Linked DNA regions of Zea mays: all the other regions are linked to region 2. A link is a contact called in public Hi-C data. All regions are on one chromosome and are shown on one strand. Each heading gives the region's core, a stretch centred on a gene start, on an enhancer-like site or on the middle of the called end of the contact. The rest is flanking DNA. Distances are from core to core; before and after follow the strand shown. Region 1 holds the start of LOC100217298 (aldose 1-epimerase). Region 2 holds the start of LOC100383912. Region 3 holds the start of LOC100274938.

What was found. A called contact is a pair of places that touch in the nucleus more often than the background predicts.
Region 1: a contact with region 2 is called in a Hi-C map of leaf, with 6 times the contacts expected there. The contact joins the promoter of LOC100217298 here to the promoter of LOC100383912 in region 2. A contact is called at or near these places in 3 of 25 Hi-C or Micro-C datasets (ear, leaf and tassel).
Region 3: a contact with region 2 is called in a Hi-C map of leaf, with 2.7 times the contacts expected there. The contact joins the promoter of LOC100274938 here to the promoter of LOC100383912 in region 2. A contact is called at or near these places in 4 of 25 Hi-C or Micro-C datasets (bundle sheath, endosperm, leaf and 1 more).

Annotation. Positions count from the first base shown.
Region 1 is chr2:44,236,776-44,239,692 of Zm-B73-REFERENCE-NAM-5.0, reverse strand. It overlaps LOC100217298 (aldose 1-epimerase), which reads left to right and starts at 1,298. Exons shown (of 5, transcript NM_001143646.1): 1 at 1,298-1,637; 2 at 1,798-1,847; 3 at 2,723-2,846. The coding sequence starts at 1,460.
Region 2 is chr2:44,434,722-44,438,070 of Zm-B73-REFERENCE-NAM-5.0, reverse strand. LOC100383912 reads left to right here and starts at 1,449. Exons shown (of 2, transcript NM_001394903.1): 1 at 1,449-1,684.
Region 3 is chr2:44,600,089-44,603,409 of Zm-B73-REFERENCE-NAM-5.0, reverse strand. LOC100274938 reads right to left here and starts at 1,250. Exons shown (of 1, transcript NM_001149181.2): 1 at 642-1,250. The coding sequence starts at 1,134. The coding sequence ends at 859.

The DNA of each region.
Region 1 (2,917 bases), core at 49-2,548, 200 kb after region 2:
GGTTCTTTTGAAGTGATTGGCGCCTCCAAAAAGGCGTCAACAGATATACATGGACATAAAAAACACAAGCAATCTATAATCACAAGTCATGCACACTTACACATAATTATAGATGCACAGATTAATAATTAAGAATGATTTGAGTATATTACACATGAAAGTTTGGAAAGTTTGGGTATTTCAGATACCCGATTATGATACCCGAATTAACCGAAATAAATTCGGGTTTTACAAGCTGCTAACCGAAATTTCAGGACGAAATTCGGGTATTTTAGGTTCGGGTTACTAGGTTTTTTTTTTTTTTGCATAGTTACCACCCTCAGCGCTCCAGCGGTCGCTGTGATTCGCTGTTTGAAGCCAAAGAGAACTAGATGTTCCAGATTCCCCGTAGATCGTAGGCTCGTGCGAGGTGCTCGCCACCGGCGAGGAGGCCGCCATATCTCTCATCGCTTGCCCGAGCGACGTGACGGTGACGCTGCTGGGTGCTGCTGACAGGTGACGCCTGTCCTGCCAGGCTGCCACTGCTCACCGCCAGCGATGGATGAGAAGCGCAAGTGCTGCTCTCTGGTCAGGTGGCCTTCCAGCTCCGGTGTGGAACTGACTCTCGTGCTTCGTCCCTGCAACCGCAACGGATATGATCGTACTCGTACGCTGCCTGGTTCAACTACAGCCTGCGCACGACGACGCCGGCGCGCGTTTTACTTGCTCCTCTGTCCACGTTAAAACAGCCGTGTGATCCCGTGTCTTCCGCCGCGGTCACCAACTCACGATCACACGACTCCTTTGCCCTCGCCAACAACCGCTTTGTCAGCGGTGGATCTATCCCTAGAGGATTTCCGCACAACGTGCCCCGGACAAGGACAATCCGCGGGCAACGAAAAATCCCGACCGATTTCCTTCCGATCGGAAGTGTGGAGGCGCACCGCGCACACAAACGCTGGTCACCATATGCGCGGACAACTGGCGAACGTGCGTACTACCTGTTTCCAAGCGCTGCCGCTGGGCCATCGTGCGCAGCACGAGGTCGTCGCATGGACGAACGGAATACTCGCCGCCCATGTGCCAGCCAAGTAGCCGGCGGCCTGCTGCTGCTCGCACTCGCACGCGACGGAAGCTCGCTGGATGGGCGCGCACGCAGCGCAGATTAGCTTGCGCTTGCGGACAAGAAAAATGAAAAAAAAACGCGAGACAAGCGGTAGCGGTGGCTGGCCTCGGCGTGCTGAGTGACGAGACGACAATTCACAATCCCAGCAACATCTTTGACTGACTGACTGCATACACCCCCATCCATTATTCCAGCAGCAGCAGCTGTCGCCAGTCGCCCAGTAAGTCAGTCAGTCAGTCGTCCCTCCTGTTCTGCTCCTGCCTCCGCTCGTCGTCCTTCTTAAGGCGCAGGCCGCGACTGGGCGCGCACGGCACGGCCACAGCTGACTGACTCCTCCTGCGTTGGCTGATAATCATGGCTAGAGCTCCGCTGCTCCTCGCGCTGCTGTGCGCGTGCGCCGCCGCCGCCGGCTCCGCCAATGCGGCGGGGAGGAAGATGGTCGGCGTGTACGAGCTCAAGGCGGGCGATTTCTCCGTCGGCGTCACCAACTGGGGCGCCACCATCACCTCCGTTGTGCTGCCGGACTCCAAAGGTGCGTTCGACTTTCCTCTCCTCCTCCTCCTCCTCTATCTCTCTCGAAAAGAATCCATCTATGCATGGCAGTCCGTCCCCCGCTGTACGTGTGCGATTAGTCAGTCCAGTCCGCCATCACCAACGTATTTACTGCTCTGTCGCCCCGACTCCCTTCGCAGGGGATTTTGCTGACGTCGTGCTTGGCTACGACACCATTGGAGGATACGTGGTAAGCTCCAGCATCACACTGCTCCCGTTCTTACTGACACAGCCGTTATTGGTTTTATGTTTTTGCTTATCTCTGCAACAGTTTTACGAACTACTGTTGTCTGCATAACGTCGTAGTGAGCCTTGGACATGCATTCATTCCTCATTTCCATCTTCCGGATTTGCGCCATCCTTTTTCAGTTTTGCAAATAGTGTATATGCAAGGAGAAGATATATATTTATTTAATTACTTGGCCGTCCAGTATCCGGCAAAAAAGCCACGCTGCTGCTAACCAGTCAATCATTCATAAGGCCATGGCTATCAGAAAGAAACACAGCCACACGGACCTATGCCGTCGCTGTCAGTTTGAGCTCAGTTTTCTACACGGGGAGGTCCCAGCCAGAGAAAACAACCCCCACACACACACAAATTTTTTTTTTTTTTTTGAGATGTGTTCGCCACGTCTCAACCTTGTAAAGCACAGCGGGATAGAATAGAAAAGAAAAAGGAACTCTGAGAAACGATTAGGCCATTAGCTGGATGCAGTTTCATTTCTTTATGCTGGGCGCCGGCAGTGGCCATGTTACGCGAGAGATAGCAACTAGCAAGTATTATATGAACTGTGGGAAGCAGACAGCCTCCACCACGTGATCTCCTGATCTCTGCCCAAGACTAATTAACTAACTCTAGAGCCAACAGGGTAAAAGTTCAAATGCAATCTCTCTCTCTCTCTCTCTCTCTCTCTCTAGCTTCATCCAAAAAAGCATCTTTGCCAACCTTTTACAATTCGGTTCAATAATTGCATTCTCAGTGTGCTATATAGACCTATAGTACATTCAGTTTCTGTTCTCCATATGGATAAGCAACTAAACCTCCTAGCTCGCTTCACTCTTCAGAGTGGTAAAAGCTACTTCGGAGCGCTTGTCGGACGAGTGGCCAACAGGATCGCCAACGCGCGCTTCGTGCTCGACGGAAAGGCTTACCATCTTTTCAAGAACGATGGCAACAACACGCTTCATGGTGTGTGTATATATATATGCTTGATTATTCAGGGCTGCTGGGTGGACTGAATCGTCGATCGTCCCCACTCC
Region 2 (3,349 bases), core at 200-2,699:
ATTTTGGCAGGTTATGACCTCTCGTCCGCTAAGGGCAGCCCTAATGGTGTCAAGTTAGATCACTACAAGAAGTCCATGTTAATATCTATCCTATATATATGACAATAAATTAAATGAAGACAGAGAGAGCTGTTATCTATAAACCTAGTATAAATCTATACGATTGTTTTTGCCGGAGGCAGATTACTTAATCTGGAAGCGTTATTTCACATTCGTTATTTCATATCATATGAATTAGGCGGATCATACATCGATCTCAGAACTAATACACTTTCGCTTTCTTCGAACGAGCGGCTTTTATAGCCCGATTACAGCGGCTGCAATTCTGTAAACGAAATGTAAAGCAAGAGAGGAAGCGTAAACTGTAAACGTAAACTGGTGGATTTATAGGCGGGCCGGGGAGGAGCAATCTTTAATAAAAGCCGGGACTACGCCAAGGAAACTTGTAGATAACGTCCTGCCAGAGGGGACAGAGCTACCGTTGAAACCGAGGTGGTATAGAGAGTATATGTACGTATTAGAAATAGCTATAAGTATCTACTACATTGCAAAGATTTACTTTAATATAATATATAGATGATATAAATGTTGCTATAGAAATTGTGCTATCTATGGGTGTGTTTGGCATGGCTCTGCTCCACCCCAGAGCAGCTCTACTCTAAAACTCTGGGTGGAGCAGCTCTGCTCCAGAGTTTAGATTGTTTCTCATAACCAGTGGCAATGGCGGGTAAATAACTCAAAACTCCATGACTAGGTTGCTTTTTTGGAGTTTTCAGAGCAGCAAAAGAGGTACTCCAAAAAATTGTACTGCAGCTCCAAAAACTCCATAGAGTTTATAACTCTAGAGTTAGGGTGTTTGGCATGCTCTGGCCAGCTCCTCCTTGGAGTTTTGCTCTGGAGCCATGCCAAACAGGCCCTATATACTCCCTCCGGTTTCCTATTAGTTGTCGTTTTGGATAAGGTTCGAGTCAAACTTATAAAATTTTGACTACAAATAACTATTTTGTTATTTAGTTTTGGAACCTAATATTTATATACACTAATTTATCATAAAAAATACTTTTATAAAAGTATAAATATATTAAGAGTTCATTTGTATTTTAACAAAAAACATTAGTCAAAGTTATATTTTTGAGACCGTGTCGTTGTCCTAAACGACAACTAATAGGAAACCGGAGGGAGTATCATTGTGGCTGCCCTAAGCCAGGCGACCTAGCAACCTGTTGTCAGAGGAGCATGAAGCCAAATCAAAAGCAAAAGGCGATAATAATTATATTAGAGTAGTGCTCACAGCTGGGCGCCGCTTGGCCTGCCAAGCCAGCCGTTGTTGATGCCGCCGAGCCGATCCACGGAGCCAGCCTTGTCATGTAAACCCGTCGTCATCCACCCATTCCGCCGTCCTCCCGTCCCACCCCACCCCACCCCACCCGCGCCGAGACGGATTGGAGGAGGAACCCTACCATATCAATCTCGCTTCTCGCCTCGTTTCGTCTCAGCTGCATTCCAATTCCACCTGTAAGCGGAGAGCCTTCGTGGTCCCTGCTCGGTTCATCAGAATACAGGAGGCTCCGGAGGTAGTCCACCAAAACAAAACACCACTCCATCTCTCCTCTTCCCAGCGATTTCCTCTTCCCCTCCTCGCCCGCCGAGGCCGCCCGTCCTCCGTCCGCCGTCCCAGCGAGAGGTGATGCTTTACTCCCGCCTCCTCTCGTCCCAATCCCTCCTCTCTTCCTTCCTTTCATTCCTTCGGCCACGATGTGCATGCATGCTACTACGCCAGGGTGTTGCGGGTACGAGAGCTTTCGGGATTAAGGTGCCATGTCCCTCTTCGGGGAACCTCATGTGGTTGGGGAATTCCCTCCCGCGTTCCATCTGATGGTGGGTGGTGTCGCTATTCGCTTGTTCAGATCTGCTGTGTCTGTGGCTCCGTGCCCTCTCGTCCTACACTTCCGCGAGGAGAACGATAGCTGCGAGATTTAGGCGGCCTAGGCTGGAGTAGGCGGCCTCTGTATTTGGGAATATTTGCGGTGCCTGCAATTCGGACAGTACGGGGCTCTGAAGCATGTCTACAAAGAGAAAGGACGCATGTTTTCCTTTTTTTTAATTCCTTTGATTTACGTCCTTCTTTGTACTTCTTTTGCTCCCGGCTAGCTGTACTCTCTGGTCAAGAGTTCCTTGTTACTGCTAAGCATCTCTGCGTTCTTGCCAGCAAATCCTTGCCAGCCCCCAAAAGGTTTTCTTCTTATAATAAATGTCTGTTCATATTACCCGGGATTTTTTTGTGGCTTCTAAATCTGAAGAGCTTCAGCGTGGTCATCGTAAGTAGACATTTGAACACAGCTAACCTGACAGCTCGCGTTTTGATGGATTGATGGCTTCTCTCGTTTTATATTTCTTACTTATGGAGAACTGAGAACCCTATTTTGTGTGCTGAATTCTAGGTAGCTTCAATTGTTCTTAGCTATCCTCAATTCTGATATTTCAGATGAACCTGTCATGTGTGTGATTCCAAATTCCTGAGAAAGATGTGATGTGCATATGACACAATGGTTTGCTTATTCTATCATTATCAAACCCTGGCAGAGAGCACACATAGAGCTATGTAAAACTCCTCTGTGGATTTAGCTAGTAAAGATAGCATCCAAGTTATGGAAAACAAAACGAATTCTGTAAAAATAACACATTCCTTAGGATTCCACCTGTGCAAATTATTGTTCCAGGTTTGCCAACGGCTTTGGTGACATGCCCGGGAAAGATTACAATCATATTAGCTACCTCTGGCAGATGGGGTAATACCTCAGTGGTGAAGGCGGCAGGGTCCCTTTCACCAGGTCACGGTTCGAACCTTGGCCATGCACAAAAAAATCCCCTCGCTAATCCACATCCGCTCACGGGCTACAACTTGGTTGTGCGCCACCCTCGGGTTTGGGAGGTTCTTTGCAGAGTGGGCAGCTTGAATCGGCTCGTTAGTGATGGGAGGACAGGGTTCAGAAGTTTCTCAGCCGGGGCCGTTGCCGCAGGCTTCTATTAATGAAATACCGAGAGGGTGGTCTTACCCTTCCCGGCCGAGTTTTTTTTTATTACTTACCTCTGTTAAATGATCTTGTGCACACACAAAAAAAAATTCAATCTGTTGAATACTGTTACTCATGGGTTCTGACTTTGATTACTTTAGGTCAGTTCTAAGTAATATTATTTCCCGAATACCAGCCCTTGACTATTTCTTCTATCATGTGGTTGCCACCTTATATTTACTTAAACCTATGTAAACATTACAACCATATGTTTACTTGCTCGAGCTTCGGCAAATTCTACCACTAGTAATTACTACCTCCGTTCTCGAATATTT
Region 3 (3,321 bases), core at 1-2,500, 170 kb before region 2:
TGTGACTTGTGACTTGTGAGACACTGTGTTGTCAGCTAAAAGCTTCACTTTAGGAGCCTAGCATGGAAAGAGGAGCAAGACTTGGAACCAGTAGCATGTAGGGACAAAATATCGGTAGCAAAAAACATGACTTCGTTTTTACGTTGGACTTTGTAGGGCCAAATATTGAAGTTGTTTTCATCAGTAGGGAGAGCTAAGATGTGAAATGAACCGCTTCGTTTCTGGGTGTGAGGATCGACTCGGATGAACAAAATGTCCTCCCCAGCCTGCAGGGCCCCCAAACCTCCCCCAAATTGTTCAGCACCTTCGTTCTCCTTTGATGTTGACAACTCTGGAAAGGCCGTAACGCCGTCGTTTTCCGCAAAGAGCTCCCCTCGCGAAACAACTCGCTTTGCCAATCGGATGCCAATATATGGAAGTGCAGACTCTGTCGTGAGGACCTTCCAATTGTGGCGAACTGGTGTAGGATCCTAGACATGGCATAGGCCACCAATGAAATCACCTCTCTCCTCTACCCCGTCTCATGTACTTCCTCTGATCTCCTGTATCCTCAAGGCATGTTTTGGTATAATGGCAATATAACTAACCAGGTGGGGGCCCTCCTCCTCCGTTGATAGTCAAAAAAAAGTAGAGAAAGATGGTGAAAAGAACTGCTTCGTTTCCTTTCCCCTAAACATTTTACTTCCACCTCTTTATCAAACAAACAGGTACATCTTATTCAAGGAGGATGAAAGGGAAAGTAACGAAAAAGGCCAAAAATCTGAACTGAAACCACTTCAAGATGGACACGGGTAAAATTCTGAAATTTCTTGCATGCATGCAGCATGCTTGTAGCCACGCGCAGATGCATACAGGAGGTCAAGAATAAGCTCCTGAACTTCCACCGACTTTGGGGTGAACCTTCTTCTTCAGCAGCCCGAAGAGACTGCCTCCTTCTCCCTTGTTGCTACCAGCTGCAGCCTCTTTGGCCACTTTCTTCTCGGATGATGCACTAGCGTCGGCCTTCTTGTCTCCTGGTGTCGCCGCCGCCGCCACCCCGCCGGCGGTGCTTGCTTCTGCCTTCCTCGTCTCCTCTTCGCAGGCGTTCTTCCGTACGTAGGCCTCCGCGAAATCTCCTGTTATTATGGACGCCATATCTCCTCTTTCTCACTCGATCTTGTCCCCTGTTTTTTTCCTTGTCCTTCTCTCTCGTAGTTGCGTTTGTGCAAGGATGGAGCGTCAAGGCGATGTATCTATAGAGTTCGACTATAGAGAGACATAGAGAGGAGGGCCCTAGTTATGTAGCACAGACTTGGCATGCAAGGAAGGTAAATTTGCGTGTAGTTGCGGGGAGTTTGACGGCTTGATTGACTTTTTGGTGTACCAGGATTATTGGTGAGACGCCAATATACTATTGTTCACTACGGCTTGATGCGAGTATTTTGTTTTTAAGCCGTAGCTGTGGCTGTGTAGGACAACCGAGCCTAAACGACCTATCACTACTAGTCTCACATCGATTAATGAGTGAGTAGCAGACAGTCTCACTGTTGGCCGGTACAGCCGATCAAGAGACCCATCGACAGATTTTTCAAACCGATCGATACATACAGTACAATATACAGGTGTTTGGTAGTGAAGTTTGTTTGACAGTTTTGGAAAAATGCTTCAGTATTTCCAAATACTGTAGTATTACATACAAAATGGTGTTTTACAAGCTAGCTAAAATCTATGTTTTCAAACTGAAGTATTGCAAAAACTGTAATGTTTTAAAGTATTCTAAATCTAGGTCTGGACCTCAGTTTCCAAAACTTTAATATTTTAAACTATAGTATTGTCTTGATTAAAGTATGTTATAGTATTTTAAATACTGTGGTTTTCAAAAACTTTGTTCTCAAATAAAGCCATTCATGTTTGTATCTGTATGTACCTTGAATGGGAGAAATTCCTACTCAATTCACAGCGATCACGTACTTCATGATTCAGTTTGGGAGTCATTTCTCGTGAGGTTTGGTTTCGATGGCCGGAACGGTCCACGATTTATTTGAGGGAAAATCCACCTAATAAAATATAACATAATAAAATATAACATGATAGTCCCAAAAATTTATACTATTATCGAAGTTTAGTTCTTATCACGGTCCATACATAATGAATAATTGTTTTAGAAGGATACAAATAGGAAGATTTATCCATAATTATTACATCATTATATTGGCGGAATTAAACATCACACACGTTTAGAACCATAGCAGAGTAGACGTAGTTTTTCAGCGGGTGAAGAACTGAAGACTATCTTCACAGGCAACTCGAGTCTAGAACAGACCCTCTAGCCATCTGTTGGCAGTGTAGTTTTGCTCTAGCTATCTGCACTCAAACACCTCTAAATTTCTACTAAAAAAGAAATATTATATCATTGTCAGCAAAATTCTTTACCTATATCACAATCCTCCGCAGTCATATTTACTCTATATCTAAACTCTAAATCAACTATTATATATTATATCACCTTTTAAATCTCTTTCGTACACATGTTGTCCGGATGTAGTGCATAGAGTGCTGCCGTACATACGCCGGATGTGCAGTTTGTGGGCTTATACACTCAACGCTTCAAGTTCATGGCTGCAGCTGACTTTTACGCTATCTTAGATCCAGTAGTATTACAAGTACTCCACCACGGACAACTTCATACTTCTCACATGTTAAACAACTCTCAGTATGACTCGGACTGGCCACAATTTTCCACCATATGCTTTGCTTTACAATGTGGTAAGTGGTATGCATTATGCAAGATAAGAGGAAATAATCCCTTATCTCATAATGAATGTAAATATCCACAAGCTATCATCTCGTCTATTTGTCCATCTCGTCCCATATTGAACATAACACACCACACTCTCACGGTTGGTGACCGTGCTCTCTAGTCAACAAGGGATGATTCCCTCTCCTCCTTGCCTTAGCGTTTTCGGAAAGGATCCTTAGAGGGTGTTTGGTTTTAGAAACTAATTTTGTCCCTTTTTCATCTATTTTAGTTTCTAAATTGTCAAATACGGAAACTAAAACTATTTAGTAATTTAGGTACTAGAATGGAATAAAATAAAAAGACTAAAAATTAGTCCCTAGAAATCAAACACCCCGTATCCAATCCAAGCTAAAGTGAGAAGCATAAGAATGTCCATGATCGTGTATACAACTATACATATAGATCATCAACTCTTAGAGCATATACACATGTGCCCACAAGATCACCATCATCGATTCTAGACCCCATCTAGGATGGGATGTCATCTAACTGGTACGATACCACCCTATAACTCGCACTGAGGTTGAGTCATCCTAGAGTAT